Regions from separate parts of the Mus musculus genome. Here all the other regions are linked to region 3. Evidence: chromatin contacts called from public Hi-C and promoter capture Hi-C data. All regions are on one chromosome and are shown on one strand. The core of a region is the stretch at or near the end of the contact, and the rest is flanking DNA. Distances in the headings are between cores, read along the strand shown.

Evidence for each region. Promoter capture Hi-C pulls out the DNA fragments that hold promoters and counts their contacts. Hi-C and Micro-C count contacts between places; a contact is called where the count stands out from the background.
Region 1: a Hi-C map of uterus shows a contact between it and region 3, with 9 times the contacts expected there. The contact joins the promoter of Nkiras2 here to the promoter of Psmb3 in region 3. A contact is called at or near these places in 2 of 39 promoter capture datasets (liver and pre-B cells) and 2 of 484 Hi-C or Micro-C datasets (B cells and uterus).
Region 2: a promoter capture Hi-C map of pre-B cells shows a contact between it and region 3, with 2.7 times the contacts expected there. The contact joins the promoter of Ttc25 here to the promoter of Psmb3 in region 3. A contact is called at or near these places in 2 of 39 promoter capture datasets (liver and pre-B cells).

The regions. Positions count from the first base shown.
Region 1 is chr11:100,620,698-100,624,770 of GRCm38.p6, reverse strand. Nkiras2 (NFKB inhibitor interacting Ras-like protein 2) reads right to left here and starts at 1,816. Exons shown (of 4, transcript NM_028024.2): 1 at 1,763-1,816; 2 at 472-579. The coding sequence starts at 565.
Region 2 is chr11:100,543,589-100,547,791 of GRCm38.p6, reverse strand. It overlaps Ttc25 (tetratricopeptide repeat domain 25), which reads right to left and starts at 2,184. Exons shown (of 12, transcript NM_028918.3): 1 at 1,884-2,184. The coding sequence starts at 1,991.
Region 3 is chr11:97,702,097-97,705,996 of GRCm38.p6, reverse strand. Psmb3 (proteasome (prosome, macropain) subunit, beta type 3) reads right to left here and starts at 2,563. Exons shown (of 6, transcript NM_011971.4): 1 at 2,507-2,563; 2 at 2,025-2,209. The coding sequence starts at 2,509. n-TNgtt8 (a tRNA gene) reads left to right here and starts at 3,475; the gene lies at 3,475-3,548. It also overlaps a transcript of Pcgf2 not described here.

The DNA.
Region 1 (4,073 bases), core at 567-3,066, 2.9 Mb before region 3:
TGTGGAGACACACACCTTGAATTGAAGCTCTTGGAGGAGGGGAGGCAGGGGCAGAGACAGGTTGATCTGTGAGAGTTCCTGGCCAACCTGGGCCGTACAGTGAGGCCCTCTCAAAGACGATAACAACAAGGCGGGCAGTAATAGAAGCAGACACCCTACATCCACCTCTGGCCAAGTGCTGTGGGGTGGGAATGGGCTTCTTCCTATCTTGGCTTTGGGTTTCTTCCTTCTAGATTTGTACAATGTCATAGAACTTGGGTGGTACAATGTTTTATTTTCCCCCTCCATTGTGGGGTTCAAACCCAAGGACTAGTACATGTTAGACCAGGGCTCTGACAGTCAGCCCTGCCTCCAGCCCTAATTGGGAGGGTGTGAAAGCAGCTGGTGTCCTTTTTAGCTTTTGGATTCAGGATGTGACCAGATCCTTCACTCAAGGTCTTCTGCCAGTCTCCCGGGCCCAGCAACACTCACCCACGACATGGTTCCCGTACAGAAGCTGCTCAAGGATTGAAGTTTTGCCCACAGATGCCTGGCCGCACACGACCACCTTGCAGCTCTTCCCCATGCTTAGCTTTCAACCTAAAAGGACAGAAGCCGTGTGGTGAGGGAAGACAGAATCCAAACAGCAGGCCAGGGAGCATCAGGGAGTTAGCACCACCCTGATGTTTACCGAACTACTGAGCAGTGAGCTGTAATTAACCTCCTTATCCCATGAGTGGCCAGGATTTGGCACACAGCCAGGGTGGGGTTAATGGCACCACAAAGGGAGGGGCTTAGAGAGTGGGGTGACAAAAACAGCTGGCCGGGTTTGTTCCTGTGCACAAGATAGGGCACCAAATACTGAAGGAAGTTCCACAAATACTCCTGTTCTTTTTGTTTGATTTTGGGGGGAGGGGGTTGTTTTGAGACAGGGTCTCATGTACCCCAAGCTGGCTCCCAGCTGATGAAATAGTTGAGGCATATGCACACCAGGCTGTTTTCTCCTTTTAACCATGACTTCCGTGAAGAAAGAAGCAGGGATTTTAGATTCTTCTTGACATCTTTTCCTCAGGGAGAGTGTGCAAATATGGAGAAAAACTTTCTTTCTTTCTTTCGGGGGGGGGGGGGCGGGGTTTCTCTGTATAGCCCTGGCTGTCCTGGAACTCACTTTGTAGACCAGGCTGGCCTCGAACTCAGAAATCTGACTGTCTCTGCCTCCTAAGTACTGGGATTAAAGGCGTGCAACCACCACTGCCCGGCATAACTTGCTTTCTTGAATGACTAATTTGGATGGCAATAAATTCCATTTAACCATTCCCAGTTGAATCCACCGGTAAAATAAAGATCTGACAAGAAACAGAATAAAGAGAAAAGTGCTTCCGAAAGATGGCTTTTACATCCCTTGAACTGACAGGCACAGAGAAAGCTCAGATTTATAAACTCTCTTGAGACTGCAGAGAGAGGTCCTTCTAAAGGGAAACTTCCTGACACAGGCACCCGGGGAGCGCCAGTAATCGCCCCTTCCTCCTCCCCCCAGAAAGCAGAGATCCAGAGGTAAGCCTCAAAGGGGTCCCAAGCAGAAACCTCTCCAGGAGAGTTTCCTGTCGCTCATCTCCACCCCGTGGTGTGAGCCTTTTAGTAAGCGACACTCGAGAGGCTGCCAGAGGCCGCCGCCACAGAGTACCCCTGAAGGGCACCCCTCAGAATCTCAGAGGCAATCACAGGACAACCAAAGTGAATCCGAGACAGAGGCCGCGCTGAGCCCTGCCTCCCAGCTCCATACCTCCCGGGTCCCCGCAGCACTCCCGCTGAGGTGCCCCCCGGAGTGGGCCGGACCATGGGAGGGGCAGCTCGACCGTAAAGACGGCCCTCTTCCTCTGGGTGGAAGGACTGACCCAGAGGTCCCGCCCCGCAACGGCCAGCCTTCAAGACAACTTCCGGCGGCGTAAAGTGAGCGCGGATCGCACAGCGCCCCCAGAGGCCGGCGGGGAAATACCCACCAGAACTTGTGTCTGGTTATTAAGCCGATGTTCCAGGCTCTGACACTAAAATGTTCTCTCTCTAAAAGACAGTGACCAGTGACGTTTCGTTCTATCATCTATGCGACAAGTTTTCTTTTTCTTTTCTTGGCTATGCTATGCTATGAATGGAACCCAGGATCGTGCACATACTAGGCAAATGCTCTTTGAGCCTCAATTTTTTTCTTTTGATTTTCAAGACAGGGTTCCTCTGTGTAGCTTTGGCTGGCCTTGAAATCACTCTGTAGACCATGATGGCTTTGAACTCACAGAGATCCACCTGCCTCTGCCTCCCGAGCGCTGAGATTAAAGGCACATGCCACCACGCTCAACTAACCATGCAATTTTTTTGAACTTAGAATGGAGGCTCACATTTGAATCCCAGCACTTGGGAGGGTGAAGTAGGGAGATTTTCTGAAGACAACATAGTCTATACAGAGACCCTGTCTCAAAAACAAACAGACAAAGAAACCAAACACCCCAGCACCTACTTTGTCTTGTTTGTGCCTTAAGTAGGGCCATATACAAAGGAAAAGCTACAAGTTAGAATGATTGAACCATAAATTCATTGTCTAGAATAATTAGCCAGCCAAAGTAACAATTAAAACCAACCATGATGAATGCTGTTATTGAAGTGGGGTGCTATGGGCATGGCAGAGGGGCATTTAACTTAGAGGTGACAGGTACCAAAGAGGAGGGAGGAAAGGGGGGTGTCTGTGTTCATGTTTGAAGGGCCGAATAGCACAGAGATTTCTGAAGCAGAGGAAATACAAGAACCATGACATTTCTTGTATCAGTCTGGGTTCTCTAGAGTCACACAACTTATGGAATGTCTCTATAAATTAAGGTGATTTACTGTAATTACTTACAGTCTGTATTCTAACTAACCCAATAGTGGGCAGCTGTGAATGAGAAGTTCAAGAATCTAGTAGTTCTCTCAGTCCCACGAGGCTCGTTGTTTCAGCTGGTCTTCTGCCTAAGCTGGAATCCTGAAGTAGTAGGTTCCAACAGATGTGCTGGCAAGTAAGTGCAAGCAAGCAAAGAAGAGTGAATCGCTCTTCTTCCAACGTCCTTATGAAGGCCTCTAGCAGAAGGTGTGTCCCAGATTAAAGGTGTGTGCCACCAGGTCTGGATCTGGAACTTGCTTTGTTGCAGGCTGACCTTACACTGAGATCTGCTTGCCTCCATCTCCTGGGATTAAATGCATGTAACTACCTTACCTGGGTTTAAGCTTTTCCTGGTCACTATTCCTCAAGATCTCCATGTCAAGATCCAGGTTAGAAACCTGTGTTCCAACCTCAAGATCTGGATCACAGGTGTGCCCTGCATTTCTGGATTGTAGTTCATTCCAGATTCGGTCAGGTTGACAAGCAGGGCTAGCTATTACACAGAGGAAATACAACAAGGTTCATGACAGTTTTGGAGCCAGGAATCCCTAGGGGCTCAGTATTGATTGCAGAGACTAGCCAAATAATGAAGATGTGTGGGAGGCCAGGGACCAAACACCACAATAGCACGCCATTGGTAAGTTTATTACAGGGAAATGACACACTCCATCCACTTTTGCAAGAAAGGTCATTCTCTCGGAAGAGCCAAGGCTTGGCAAAGATGAAACTGAGGATCAGTTAGGAGACTATTTGCAGTCTCTAAGTTTATTGTTTAAGAGTTTGGGATGAAAAGACTTGGGGGATGTGTGGTGTGGGGACAAAAAGCATTGATGACAAGGTTTCAAGCTAAGGGCAGTGGGTCTGTGTGATTTACCCCAGGTTTCATGTTGAACAGATGAACAGAAGAAATCTAACATAAGAAATTCAGGAAGGAAGAAAAAAATTGTTTCCCCCCCCCCCGTTGTTGAAAAATGGGTGAAAAATTAAATTCGTTAATTAAGGCAGTGGTTCTCAACCTGTGTGGGTCATGACTTTTTTTGGCAAACCTCTATCTCCAAAAATATTTACATTACAATTCATAAGAGTAGAAAATTTATAGCTACAAAGTAGCAACAAAAAATAATTTTACGGCTGGGGATCACCATGACAGGAGGAACCATATTAAAGGGTCACAGCATTTCAATTCACT
Region 2 (4,203 bases), core at 935-3,434, 2.8 Mb before region 3:
TCGAAATAACCCAGTCTACAGAGCAAATTCCAGGATGGTCAGGGCTATACAGAGAAGTCCCGTCTTGAGAAAGGAAGGAAGAAAGAAGGAAGGAAGAAAGGAAGGAAGGAAGGAAGGAAGGAAGGAAGGAAGGAAGGAAGGAAGGAAGGAGGCTATGGGCTCCTCATGTTACTCAGAAGAAGAGCAACTGGCAAGCATGTGGGGTCGGAGCACCAGCACCCCAAAAGAAAAGTATAGTTTCTAGCAAAGGAAATGGTTATTCTGTTCTGGAGGCAGGATCTCCAGTATTCCACGCTGGCCCTGACCTTGCTAAGTAGCCATAGATGATCTTAAATCTCTGTTCCTTCTCTCTCTCTACCTGCCAGCTGCTGGGACTGAAAGTGTGGGACAACACACTCAAAAGCAGGATCAAACCAGGGCTTCATGCACACAAGGCAAACACTCTACCCAGCTAAGCACTGTCTCCAGCCCTGCAAAGGAAAAGGTTATCAGAACACCTTGCAGTCTGGAGGTTGGCACCCCAGGCAACTGGAGTCTGAATGCTTGGCTCACAGGATCCTTCCTCCACTACTCCAGCTAGTTCAGTGCAGTGACCTTGGGCATGTTACCTAACTTTTATATTCACTTCCTCATATATACAAAGAAAACAATAGTAACCCCTTCCGCTCCCCGACATCCTAGACGGACACACACTGCTTAGAGCAGTGAGTCTAATATCCTAAAACGACTCCCAATCCCTGTAGGGTACAATGGTGTAATTTTCAATAAGGTTACTACAGTACGCCCTAACTTCACCGACAACTTTCTTACAGGCAAGCCTGTGCCAAAGACTTCTACATTTAGCTTCTTGGGCAATCTGTGGCTAAGGATGGGAGACTGAATTTATCAAGAGAAAGGTAATCATGAAACATTTAATGATTGGTCACATTATGTCTCCAACTGGCAGGCATTAGTGAGAAACTATAAGAGAAAATGGCAAAAGTCAGGGTTTATGTGTGACAGTGGCATATCATGGGAACCAGGAGTATGATATCCACAAAATGGACCTCAGGGCTGCTGGTGATGAAAAAAAAATGGTAATTGGGTGGGACTGGAGATTTTTTAGCAGCTAAGAACACTAACTGACTGACTGCCTGCTCTTCCAGAGGACCCAGGTTCAAGTCCCAGCACCTACATGGCAGCTCACACCCCTCAGTCCATTTCCACACTCTAAGAGGGAAGTATGCATGTGGTCCATGCATGCTGGCAAAACACCCATCACATACAAATATTTTTCTTTAAGTGGTGAAGTGTGTGTGTGTGTGTGGTGGGGGGTGGTATCGTGTTGATTTATTGGTTAACAGCACTTACTATTCCTGTAGAGGACCCAGATCTGGATCCCAGCACCCATTTGGTGCTACATAACTGCCTGTAACTCCAGTTCCAAGGGATCCAGTTCCCTCTTCTGGCTTCCAAAAGTACCAGGCATGCATGTGGTATACATACACACAAATCTTTCATCAACAACACAATGGTGGTGGGTCCAGGTAGCAAGCTGGGGTTCCATCATTCCAGAGGCCAACTGCAAGATAGGGAGTTGGCCTCCAGAGGACATAAGGAGGGCACCTTCCTTTCAAATCATAAGTTGGGAATGAGGGTGCACATTGGAAGTCATCTCTCAGGAAGTAGGGGTAGTTCGAGACCACCCTGGTCTACAGAACAAGTGTCTATCTCAAAAGAGGAGCGGAGGCGGGGAGGAGGTTGAGAGAGGAAAGAAGAGAAAAAAAGAAGAGGGGAGAGGAGAAGGAAGGGGAAGGGAAAGAAGAAGGGGAGGAGGAAGAGAGGGAAAGGGAGGAGGGGAAAAGAGGAAGGCAACACAGTAATAGGATCAAAGCGCAACTCACGTTGGTAAAGCTTTGAATGGCCTTAGTGAACTCCCCGCACAGATAAAGCCTCTCCCCCTCTGCCATGTAAGAGGGAAAAGTGCTTCTTAAGATATCACCGTCCGACATGGTCACCCTACTTTTGGAAATTCTGAAGCAGATTCAGAAAGGAAAAGAGGCTGGAGAATCGCCGGCTTGTTTTGGGACAGCCCGGTCTCTTAGCAACCTAGAGAGATAGTCTAACTTCCGGTCCCTCCCCTCCCCTCCCCTGGCGGTGTTAGGCCTCCGGGTGAGCCCGCCCAGCGTGCTCATGCGCCTGTGTCGCCACGCTGCGCACACCGGTCAGACAAGTGCTGAGCGCGTGGCCGGCGGCTGCAGGACGCTGGCGCTCCAGAGTGATCGCTGTTTGCTTGTAGGTTGCTTCTCCCCTCCAGTTGCCACGTGGAAAGCCTCGCAGACAAAGCAAGCCAAGAAAATGAGAATTGGAGGCAAAATTCCAAGTAGGATTAAGGCTTAAGCACTCCAGGTCCCATTAGGAAGGAGAGAGAATTTTGGAACCGGAGTCAGAGGGCTTGGGCAGCCTTCTCTCTTGTCACTTCTTAGCTGCGTGATCCTTGACCAAGCACATTAGGGAACTGAAAAGTACGCGTTCTACCTGCCAAATGAACAGGAAAATAATAGAGCCCTCAGGGACGTGAGGATTTGCATGAGAATGCAATGGAAAGTGTGATGGGTTTAGCTTTCAATGTCACATAGTTATGGAACACTTGCTAATAGCAAGTCTAAACTAAGGTCTAGCCTGACATAATTCTGCAGCCATTCAGGAGTAATGGCTGTGGGGATAACTCAGTTGGTAAAGCGCATGCTAAGCATGCAGCTCTCTGTTTCAGTTCCCCCAACCCTGGTACAGCCCAGTGTGATGGCACCATCTTGTATTAGCCAGCCCTGGAGAGACAGAAAGACATGCATTCCTGAAGTGTCCCCTGGCATCTACATTCACATGTGCACAAGCACACACATGTTCACACACACACACACACACACACACACCACACAGACACAGCAGTACCTCTAAGTACCCATAATATCTTAGATAGCTAGCTCAGTTAACTGCCTCAACTATATTGGTTTTTTAAAACAGTCTTGGAGTTATACATGATTTTGAGCCACCACTTGGGTGCTAGGAGTTAAACCTGGGTCTTCTGCAAGAGCACCAGTGCTCTTAATCCCTGAGCCATCTCTCCAGCCCAGAATCTTGTCTTAAACTGTCTTTCCAGAATTCAGCTGAGCCAGGCTTGGTGGCCTGGGTCTTTAATTTTCTTACTCCAGAGACAGAGGTAGGAGGTTGGTTGTGAGATACAGGCTTTCTGGTCTCCATAACAAGTTCCAGGCCAGCCCTGGCTACACAGCGAGTTTCAAACACAAAAACAGAAACAGGATCCAGCTTAATGGGCATGTATTAGGAACAGAATCCAGCACACAGTAGGAGCAAAGCAAACCGTTTTCAGTCTCTAAAAAAGATGTCCTTACTGGCAAATGTATAAACACAAATGAGCACAACATCTGTAATTCTAGCACTTGAGAGACTGAAGCAGGATTGCCACAAGTTCAAGGCAGCCTCAGTTACATAGTGAGGTGAAGGCCAGCCCAAGTAACAGGGGAGTCTCTGTCTCAAGCCACCATAACTGATTACTTGGGAAAATGTGGTAAAGTCAGAGACTTTCATTAGTGCCAATACCCTTGTTGGTTGTTGATGTTGTTGTTCTTTTGTTTTGTTTTGTTTTGTTTTTCGAGACAGGGTTTCTCTGTGTAGCCCTGGCTGTCCTGGAACTCACTCTGTAGACCAGGCTGATCTCCAACTCAGAAATCTGCCTGCCTCTGTCTCCCAAGTGCTGGGATTAAAGACAAATGCCACCAATGCCCGACTATTGTAGTTATTTTTTAAGATTTATTTATTTTATGTATTTTAAGTACACTATAGCTGTCTTCAGACACACCAGAAGAGGGCATCAGATCTCATTACAGATGGTTGTGAGCCACCATGTGGTTGCTGGGATTTGAACTCAGGACCTTCGGAAGAGCAGTCAGTGCTCTTATCTGCTGAGCCATCTCTCCAGCCCTGTTGTAGTTTTTAAAAGTTTTTCAAGATTACCATTGGGGGAAATGACAAAGGAATACCTAAGCCAGGTATGGTTATGGTGGTGTACACAGACAGTCCCAGGACAGAGAAAGAGGGTAGCCTGGAGCTCAAGGATAGCCAGGACCACTTAGCAAGGCTTTATATCAAAAGGAAAACAAACCAAGCAAACAAGAATACACAAGGTTAGCCGGGCGTGGTGGT
Region 3 (3,900 bases), core at 1,314-3,813:
AGGTGTAGCTCACAGCCTGCCCCCCATACTCTCCCTCTAGACTCTGCTTCCTGAGATTCAACACTCCACCAAGCCCTCTCCAAACTTCAAAACCCTAACCCCTTTGAGGGGTGTGTCTTAGCTCCTCAAAATTGACATTAAAAAGATTACCATCTGTCCCAGTCCTAACTGCGAATTTCAGTCACAACATGCCCACAATAAGAACTATTTGTGAAATGTCACAGCTGTGCACTAGACTAGATGTTAGTGTGTTCGCATGTTCCCTCAGTAACCATAAAGTTCCGGGATCCTCCACAGATCCAAAGCCCAGCGGGGCCAGTTTCTTATATGAAATGGCACTATTTCTAAATCACATTTTTTGTTTTCTGTTTGTTTGTTTTGGTTTTTCAAGACAGGGTTTCTCTGTAACCCTGGCTGTCCTGGAACTCACTTTGTAGACCAGGCTGGCTCAGAAATCCACCTGCCTCTGCTTCCCAAGTGCTGGGATTAAAGGCCTGTGCCACCACCGCCTGGCAGCATCCGTAATGACAAATTAAAAAAAATAATAATTAAAAAAAAAAATATATATGGTTGGAGCGAGCCAGGCCAAAGCAAGAGAGAGAAGGGAAAGGGGTGGGAAATGAAAAATTAAAAAAAAAATAGAAAAATAAATAAAAAATAAAAAGGCACTGGAGAGATGGCTCAATGGGTAAGAGCACTGGCTGCTCTTCCACAAAATTCAAGTTCAATTCCCAGCCCCTACAAAGCACCTCACAACTACAGTTCTGGGCAAACCCAACACCCCTTTCTGGCCTCCTGGGGGCACAACATGAAGCTGGTGCGCAGACAGACATGTGGTCAATCATCCATACATATAAAATAAATCTTTTAGATATTAATAGTAATAACAATACAGAACATGAGGGCTTGGGTTTGAGGATGTAACTCAATAGCATATCATGTGCTTAAGCTTTCAAAATCCTGGTTTCAATTTCTAGTACCAGGGTTGGGGGTCAGGGCAAGACTTGACTCTTGACCTCGATGCTCAGTGAATCAATGAATGAGTCTTTCTTCAGCAACTCACAGCATCCCATCCTTGAGATGGTGGGATGGGTCAGTGGGCAGTAACACCTACGCCAGGCCTAAGCAGCTCAATGCCTGGAACCACATGATGGAAAGGCAAAACCAACTTCTGCAAGCTGTCCTCTGACCTTCACACAGGGCTGTGGAACCCGGGCATACAAACAATAAAATGATAATAATAATAATAATAAATGTAGAGGCTGGAGAGATGGCTCAGGCATGAAGAGCACTGACTGCTCTTCCAGCTTTCTATCCCCAGCACCCACATGGTGGCTCACAACCACCTGTAATTCAAGCTGGGTCATGAGGGTTGCTGGGGGGGAAGGTTGTCCAACAATCTCTTCTAGCCTCTGCAGTCACTGCACACATGTGGTGCACAGACACACATACACGTAAAATAATAATCAATGAATTGTGTTTTTAAAGTTCCCACCACCAACCACAGCGATCAGAACCAGCACACTGGGGCCATCACAGACAACCCGTTTCCCCTCTCAGACCCTCCCATCACTCAAATCACATAAGCACTGTCAACTAGGTAAGTAAAGTGGGCAGTTAAAACCCAACAGCTCATCATGGTTAGTTATCGTTCGGTATGTCTGCTTTGCCAGCCGCCTACTGGTTTAGCGAGTGCCCACGGTCTTTAGAAAGACCTACAGTAGGATTCTGGCTGACGTTCATTACTGTGCATCTTGAAGGAAGGTCTCAATTTTTTTTTCAATTGCAGAATGAGACGGCTCGCCAGTAATATTAAGACGGTGATTAAGGGACTCCCTAACAAAAATGCTTCTTCACAAAGAGCAGAGCACAAGGTAATGCCAGAAAAACATAGGTTAGGACCCATCTCCGTAACGCTGTGGTGTTCAGCTGAGTCTCACACTCAATCGTGGCTTTTGGCAGATGGCTGATATCGGGCTGCTCAACGAAGAAACCTGGGTGAAGGTGGGGCTGGAGACACTTACACTGTCTGGACGTCAGTGGCCAGGCCGGCCAGGCCTATGTAGAGCCTGTCACCCATGGGAAAGATCTTCTGGAAGTCCGTGGTCACCATCTGGGCCTGGATCCCGAAACGTCTGTCTGCAGCGATGGCCACACAGTTCTTTCCCTTCATGGCCATGACGGCCCCTCCATTATAGGACATAATAGACTGGGGACAAACAAATCAAGGGGCTCAGTTCGTGGAGCTAAGTGGGACCATAACCTTCACATCAGTTCTGGTCCCCAAAGCTCATATACCCGTGCCCTCCACTCCGGAGGAGCCAGGACGCCAGGAGCTCCAGCCCTGAGATGGGCCCGGTGGGGCACCCAGGAACCGCACTCATCTGCACGGTACTCCCATGTGCATTCTACTGACCACCAGGCTCTCCCCGTCCCGAACCCAAGCACTACTCGTCCTTGCTTTCAGTTCCCATCCCAGACTCCTTTCCTTACTCCCCGATCTCACCATGATTGCGCTGGAGTGGAAGCCCGATCCCCACAGCGTTGCCTGCAAACCGGCTCTGGCTTTCTCAGGGTCAACGCTCTTGCCGAATCCTCCCCATTGGCTGGCGGGCCGACTCGGATTGACTAGTTCAGCTTTCTATTGGACACTCATGCCGTCAGTCACAAATATGCATAGTTTGGTTGAGACACCAAAACGGAGGTATGGAAAGCGGAAAGTGAAAAGTCACTGTGAGTGCGGAAGAGCCTACGGTCCGGGGCATGTTGGGATCTTGGCGGACCTGGAGTTCGGGCCATCCCGTTTAGGGGCGGAGTTTGCAACACGTGGGCTTGGGACAGGCCTTGTGGGGCTGGTGCTGTAAGCAGAGTAGGTAAGCTGGCGCTTACCGTGGTGCTGCAGGAGTTAGGCATTTTACTCAAGCTACCCGACTTCCAGTGTTCATTCACAAATCCTTACTGTTCACCGGGATTTTTGCAGGCGCCAATTAACCTATCGGCACCGAGTATACCGAAGGCGCCCATTCTTTGCAGAATGGGAAGATCGTGCCGAGGGTTCGTGCTAGGAGGGTTTAGTTCCAGAATGGAGCTTTTGTTTTGTTTTACGGGAGTGAGCTACAGGTTGTTCAGCGTTTGGAGTCTCTCACTCCCAATCCCTGCTGGCCGACAGACGTAGCCCTAAGTCTCTGTTCACTCTACAAAGGAACGTTCTGTGCCACATCCTAGACACTGACCGAGGATAGCCTGGGCCAACGGCTCCAGGGCAGCCCAGGTGGGACGTGTGCATCCCTTGCTTTCCCTTCCCTTGCACAACCACTGTTCCCTCCGCCACAGCCTCGATTCGCTGTTCTTCGAGATCAGATTTTGTTCCGCTGGGTTTCTAAGCTACTGTAACTGCTTGCGTCGTGACTGGTCTTGCGCCATATCGGCTCAGTACTATTGACTCGGCTCTCTGCCTCACAAACAACTGTCACCGTCTCTGTGGCGCAATCGGTTAGCGCGTTCGGCTGTTAACCGAAAGGTTGGTGGTTCGAGCCCACCCAGGGACGGTCTCGGCCTTTTTTTTTTTTTTTTAAATCGCAAATGCTCCAAAGCCACATTCGGTACCGAGGTACCAGAAGCAATAATTGTGATACACCAACCCAGATGGTCACTGTATTTAGAAATCCGTCTATGGTCAGTGAATGGATCTATCCCTAACGTCTCCTCACCACCTCTCACTATTCTTTCTCCCAATCAGGATGACAGAAAGGCAAAGCCAAGTTTCTGTCTCACTGCCATGTTTAACAATGCAATTTTCCTTGGATTAAGAATAAATTTTGCTGCGGAGGTTGGACAGCTTCCCATTGTCTGCATCAGTGGACGATAGCAACTTGAAAGAGGAAATCTGTCCCGGTGGAT